Regions from separate parts of the Mus musculus genome. Here region 2 is linked to region 1. The links are chromatin contacts, called in public HiChIP or PLAC-seq maps. All regions are on one chromosome and are shown on one strand. Each heading gives the region's core, a stretch centred on a gene start, on an enhancer-like site or on the middle of the called end of the contact. The rest is flanking DNA. Distances are from core to core; before and after follow the strand shown.

The links. HiChIP or PLAC-seq counts read pairs in DNA pulled down with a chosen protein or histone mark.
Region 2: a contact with region 1 is called in a FOXA1 HiChIP or PLAC-seq map of pancreatic cancer cells. The contact joins the promoter of Ggct here to the enhancer-like site in region 1. A contact is called at or near these places in 8 of 39 promoter capture datasets (3T3-L1-derived adipocytes, the C10 cell line, hematopoietic stem and progenitor cells and 4 more), 1 of 484 Hi-C or Micro-C datasets (uterus), 8 of 115 datasets of contacts at active chromatin or transcription factors (bone marrow-derived macrophages, double positive thymocytes, embryonic forebrain and 4 more) and 3 of 9 other capture datasets (adipose tissue, embryonic stem cells and liver).

The regions. Positions count from the first base shown.
Region 1 is chr6:54,750,492-54,753,912 of GRCm38.p6, forward strand. No RefSeq gene overlaps it. Among named protein-coding and RNA genes, the nearest start is that of Znrf2, 65 kb to the right of the region's middle. Within about 2 kb of position 1,755, at least 53 of the 459 cell types and tissues checked have an H3K27ac peak or open chromatin away from gene starts, as enhancers often do. A contact at or near this core is called in adipose tissue, bone marrow-derived macrophages, neural stem cells and 3 more, where this site is marked.
Region 2 is chr6:54,990,957-54,994,377 of GRCm38.p6, forward strand. It overlaps Ggct (gamma-glutamyl cyclotransferase), which reads right to left and starts at 1,911. Exons shown (of 4, transcript NM_026637.3): 1 at 1,739-1,911. The coding sequence starts at 1,879. RefSeq lists an enhancer at 2,126-2,155 and a cis regulatory region at 2,136-2,145.

The DNA of each region.
Region 1 (3,421 bases), core at 505-3,004:
CCATTCCTGTCACATCCACACAGTCCAAGTGGATGATAAGGCCAAGTGGAGACAATGGAGTCTGTGTAGCTCTCCTAGGTTTGGAGCTGTAGGGTGGGGAACATCCCCAGGTGATGGGGGCAGAGAGACAAAGCCATTGTGTGTCTGATGCTTAGTTTTGCTGACTTTCTTCCCTGTTCTCAGAACAGGCAGCATTTTGAAACTTCTGAAATGAGAACTTGAACTGATCCAAGACAAACTGTCCCAGCTAGGTCAGTAAAGGACTCACCTCATAAACATGAGGCCTTGGGTCTGGGTTCCCAGAGCGCAAGGACAGAAAGCCAGATGTGGTGACACCTGCTTCTCATCCCAGCAATGCCAAGAGGGGAGGTGGAGCTAGGTAGATTTCTGAAAGCTTACTGGCAGCCAGCCTTGCCTGTAAGTGAGAGACCCTGTCCCCAATACAATTTGGAAGGTGCCTGTGATGATTAATCTCTTCTGTCAACTTGATGGGATGTAGAGTCACCTGGGAGACCAGTTTCTGGGCGTGTCTATAAAGGAGCATCTAGATTGAGCTAATGAAGGTAGGGCTCATCCTAACCACGAGTGGCTCAGTAGGCAGGGGCCAAAAACTGAACAAAAAGGAGAAGGCTAAGTAAGGGAGCTCAAGCATCCATCACTCTGTTGGCTGCCGACTGACGAAGAAACAGGACCTGAGGCTTCATGATCCCGCACATGCCTTTCCCACTGACTATATCCCCCAACACCATGAGCCAAGACAAAGCCTTCCATTCTTGAGTGACTTCTTGTCAGGTGTTTGATCACAGCAAAGAGAGGTTTAACTAATCTAGCTCCCCAACAATGACACCTGGGCTTATCTTCTCAGTTCCACATGTACATACAAACCCTCGCATAGACCAACACTCACATACAGATAAATGTGCACACAGAAAAAGAGGACAGGGAAAGAAAGTAGGGAAGGGAGACAGGCTGCTTAATAAAAATGCATACAAAAGCATGAGAACAGAGAATGAAAGGCAGTGACCTGCTCAGAGACAACGCCGCTGAAGGCCTTGACTCTCCTCGCTCACCACTCCACACAACATGGCTCATACTTGCCAATTCCCACTGCTGGGACCTGCCAGGCCAGTGTTTCATTATAATGTTGGCCCTTAAACAGTACATTTCTTCATATAATGATGACAGGATTTCATGAATAGAAATTAGGCCTTGGACCAAGTTTATAATAAACCACAAGTTTCGTTACGCAGGTGAGGAAAAGGGACCAGCTGCCGAGTGATGTATTTGCCATGTAGCAAGAAGGAAGCTCTGAGAAGTTGTTTAGAAAAGGTGCCATGGTGATGTCTGACAGGCTCCAGGCATCTTTCTCTTGGGGGTGGATGCGTAGGAGGACAGTAAGAAACTAAGGCTAAAAAAAAAAAAAAAAAAAGGCAATTGGGTAGAAATTCTTCCCACCTCTGTTGAGCCAAGTCATATAGCCCCTAGAGAAATGACACCAGCATATAATGTTTATTAAATGTGAGAGGAAAGCATAAAAATTATTTTTCTATTCAAGCCTAATTTAAGATCTATGTGAGGAGCTGGGGGATTTTTTCCCCTCCTGTTGAACAACGAACAAAAGGGCCTATTAATGTTAGGAAGTGACCTCAGTGTGGTTAAAAATATTTGTGTTGCTTCTGTGTAGAATGGCAGGCAAACACGCCCTTCCCAACCTGTGTGGGCAGCAAGAAGCAAACAGAAGAGAGAAGAGGAAGTGAGGGTCAGGGCAGATGACAGACTTGGATCAACACCAGTGCTTTCCAGAGAGCTTGTGAGGCTTCGGGTTCAATAACTGTGCCTCTGCCAAGGGCTGGGCCCCACCTGTCCATCAGCAGGGTTGGTGCCTGAGCATAGGGCATGCTTCTGAGCTTTCTTTCCCTTGGTCCTTCATGCCAGAGCCATCTCCATCCTTGGCTCCTTCTAGAAGTGCAAGTCAGACTAAATTCATACCCTGTGTCCTGAACTATGACCCATTCGGTTTCCTTTAAGTTTCCTCTTAGTCTCCTAAATGGAATTGGGTACTGTTTGCTTCAATATAAAACAGATACATATAAAGTCAAAACCCTCAAGTAATATGACTTTTAATCTAAGCCTTCTTATTGCCAAGTGAAATTTGTCTCTAAGCCAGGTGTGGTGCTGTGTGTTGTAAACCCTGCACTCTGAAGCCCGACAAAGAAGGATTATCAGGAAGTCTGAAATCAGCTCGGTCCACCTAGCAAGAATCAGGTCTTTGGGCTGGGCAGTGGTGGTGCATGCCTTTAATCCCAGCACTTGGGAAGCAGAGGCAGAGGCAGATGGATTTCTGAGTTTGAGGCCAGCCTGGTCTACAGAGTGAGTACCAGGACAGCCAGGGCTACACAGAGAACCCCCCCCCAAAAAAGAATCAGGTCTTTGGCACCTTTAATAAATGCTTGGGACCCTTGCCAGCTCTTAGGTTTGTACAGATTTTATTTCAGATGCTGTCTGTGGCTTCTATTGTCTTCTCTCACTGTGAGGCACTTAAGAGGAGGTGGCAGGTGGTGTTAGTACCCTCTCCCCACTGACAGGGTAAGATAAATGTTCCTTTTCCTTTCATCCCAAACAGATGTTTATAGCAAACACAGTATATGGCTTTTCTATTGTAGACAAGCATAGGAAAATTAAAATCTCTGTTATGGTACAGGCCCCCAATCACAGTTAACATATGGCTGTATTTCCATCCTACATCACCCGGAGATCATCCCTCTATACTAGACAGTTCGAGGTTTCAGGACCCAAGCCCCATACTCTGGGAAACCCCTATAAACCCTTCATGTTCTCAGATACCATCTTTAAGGCAGCAAGCTAAATTAGGGGTGCACTGTGTGATATGTCCAAGAGAGAAAGCCGGGCTGCCCATTAATACAAGCCCGCAGCTTGCTTAGCAAGCATCCTACCAGACACCCTAACACCCACACATGCAGTCAGGTGGCATTGAGCTGGTTCTAAAAGTTTTGGGGGTTTTTAGCTGATATTTATCTGTAGAAACAGAATTGTAAAGACACACCCTAGAGCTACTAAAAACAAAACAAAACAAAACAAAACAAAAACAAAAACAAAAACAAAACAAAACAAAACAAAACAAACAAAAAAAAAAAACCCATGCTGACCAACAATGTGAGAACTGGCTCACAGGAGTTCTGCAGACTGCTCCTAAACCCTCTGGTCCAGTTCTCTTTGAGAACTAATCCTTTGTTGGAGATCCCTTCCCCTTTTTGGGGGGTCCCCCTAAATTCTAAGAGTTTGAAAAGTCAGTTGCAAGAAAGGACTTGGGCAGGAAAGGCACATCTTTCCCCGAGTGCTGCATCTATGGAGTTAGCTGAAATCATGGGCTAGGAACTGATCTGAACCCAGGTTCAAATCC
Region 2 (3,421 bases), core at 661-3,160, 240 kb after region 1:
TTGTCTGGAAAGCATCTTAAACTTAATTTAGTACAAAGTTAGTTTATAATTTTTACCGCCAAACCTGATTCTCCTCTGTGAACATTATCACCATCACCTACTTGGTTGTTCAAAAACTGTGTCATATTTGATATACCTTCCCTACACACACAGACACAGACACACAATCATCAAGCCTTATGATGTTATCTTCTGAGTATTACTCTACCTTCCCTGTCACCACCCTATTAGATCATGGTGGCATTATCTCTGACATGAATGTGGCAAGATCGTAACTGGGCTTCCAATAACTTGCCCTATTTGCAGAGTAACCAGAATGAGCTTTCAAATACATAAATCTCATCGTCTGCTTTCATCCTGTAAGACACTCCACTCACAGCATGCAACAGACTGTCCAAAGTTCTCTGTGGTCATGTTAGGATATGACACTTTCTTATCTTTCCAGCCCTCATGCCACATCTCCCTGTAGACTCCAACCACTTCCTTTATCTCCTGTCCTTTGAACAAGCTACCCTCCCTGACAGTTTTTTGCTCTCCTCATCTCCCTTCAGGTCTCAGCTTAAAAGTTATATCCAGGAAGGCTTTCCTGAGCACCTAGGTCAGGTCCTCTGGTCATATATTCTGTTGCACCTTGCAAGTCCTCTTTTAAGGCTAACCACAGCTATAATTTATCATTTATGTGGTATTTCTTTCCTGTACTTCACGTACTTGAACTCCAATCCTACACTCTTTGGAGTTTTAGATAGAGTACAGAGCGTGACTCCCACTTCTGAAACTTGAAAGGCTAGGAGCTAGTTATCAGATCATCTTGCTTGCTAAGTAAGGACGTGGATTCATGGTGAGATTTAGCCAATCAGGGCACCTCGCAGGGGCTCTCAATTAGTGCTGGTGTTTAAGATCATTAGGGACTCCACTCTAGGCTTCAGGAATTGCAGAACTGTGGCAAAGCAGCAGTCAGGAGTCAGTTCCATATTGTGCTTACTAGTTGAGGAAAGGTGTGGCCAGTTTCCAGAGCAGGGATGGCCCTCTCCTGTAATGCTGGTTGTGTATACACACACACACACACACACACACACACACACACACACACACACACACACACACACACAGTAGTCCACCTGTTTACTCAATCTTTCAGGTGAATCCATGAGCTCTCTAACAGCCTTCCAACACCCCTCCCCATTCTCCTTTCTGAAATCAGCTGGTTTCTGTTGCCTGAAATCAAGAATTGACAAGGTTATCAAAGTTGGCTAAAATTATTAAGGGCCCTACACACAATCAGATTGTACACCAGAAAGGTCCTCCAAATAGCTAGGCTGCTCAGTCATCCTTGTAACCCCAGCACTGAGTGCCAGAAGAATACGTATTAAAGAGGAAATGAACTATGGTCAAGAACACATTTTATCACAGTTAAAAGCTTATTGGGCTACTCTACTGAGGGAACGAACATTGCTATCAGTATTGAAGACACGGTTCCAGGTCTCAAGGCCAGGACGCTAAGATCCGAAGGAAAGGACAGGCAGAATTTCACAGAACTGTGGGATAGATAAGGTACGCACAGGACAGAAAGCAGCTAGTTCTCGACTAAGAAGCACCTATTAAAGGCATCTTACGGGATGCTCATAACCGGTGGAAAAGGGCAGCCAGTGGAGGGTTGCGAACTCCGACGGTGGCTAGAGGTTCCCGGCAGGAGTCGCAGCTAGCCCGCTCTCCAGGTCGCCCGCACAACGGCACTGACCTGCAGGCGCGCCACGCAGCAGAACACGGCCGAGGGGTTTCGCAGGTGGATCCTCTCGGTCAGGAGATTGCTGCCGTAGGCGAAGTACAGGAATGTCTCCCCCTCCTGGCCCGCATGGCCCTCACAGTCGGAGCTCGCCATGTCCACTTATCCACGCCAGCAGCGTCAAGCACAGAGAAGCCGGACTAGCGCTGCTAAAAAGAGCAGTGCGCCGCCACCCACGCGGTAGTGCAGAGCGGCGGGCGGAGCCGCACAGAGAGCGCGCTGAGGATTGGCTGCCGGCTTGCCGGCGTGAGCTAACTACCAGGATTGGCCTGTCTACAGCTCCTCCCGCCCACTGACGTCGCTTTTCTATTGGATGCATCCCTCGGATGTACGGCCCCCTGCCTGAGGCGCCGCTGATTGGCGAGTCTAACGGACAGCCCGAGAGTGGCTACTGGCGACTGTGTTTTCCCCACCTGGCGGCGATTGCCCAGGTCAACCAGTGGTGCGGTAGGCTCTGCGCCTGGTATAGAGGAGACAAGTCTCAAATTGCTGTCGGCCTAGCCTGGATCTTGCGGCAGTTCTCCTGCCTCAGCCTTCCTGGAATGGGAAGGCTGATCCTACAAGTTTTCTTAGGATCACTACCTGAAGTTGCCTCACTGCATACCAGGGTAGTCTTTCTCCCACGTTCAGATCCGGACATGCCATTTGCTAGCCAGTTGACTCTGTTCATCGTTGCAATCTATTTCCTCTTTTTAAAATAGAACGACACAAAACACCCATGTTGTTGCTCTTGAAATGAAGATAGGAGAGCAAACTGAAGGTCTAGAGCAATGACTGCCGTTGGCCCTCAGAAATTAATCTAAATTCAACTCCACACTGACAGGTGCCAGAATTCCTGGAGAAATGACTGAATCTTAGGTCAAAGCTGGGAGTGAAAATTACCTCTTGAAAGAACAATAATCCAGAAAATGAGAACCCCAAGATGAACAAGGTCATTCCTAAAAGACCATTCACTAGACAAAGCGAGAACAACTTAAGGAGCAGAACGACTGGAAACTCTAAAATGATCCCTAAATGTATGTCATTCCCTTCAGGAAGTAAACCAAATTAAAACAGAGAAGAGAACCATATTGCCATGCCATCAGTGGCTAACACTTCATCACTTTTAAAAAGTGGGTATTTAAGAAAATGAGTGTTCTGCCTTTCTAGTACCAACTGTATTTTTGAAAACCAAATAGCTGATGAGGAAGCAATTCTTTGCTTTTTTAAAAAAAAGTATACTGGCTAAATGCAGGAAATGGGGGTACTGGGATTAGAACATCTGTCTCTGGTGCAACCAAACTTCCCGTCAGGAGCATCAGGTCACAGGGATGTTTATAGAGTCTCAGTTATCCCCCAAGGCTCACTGCTAGTCATTGGACAGGAAGACCATGATTATTTGGGAAACCTGACCTCTCTCACCTGATAGCCAGTCAATCTGGTCACCAATAAAAGAAGACTATCCTGACACAGTCAGAAAGCAACATGAAGCTGGGCATTGTGGACTGCACCTTTAATACCATCACTCGAGAGGCAGAGGCAGGCAGTTCTCTGTGAGTTCAAGGCCAGCCTGGCCTAGAGAGTAAGTTCCAAGATAGCCAGGGCTGTTATACAGAGAAACCTTGTTTTGAAAAACAACAACAACAATAATAACAACAA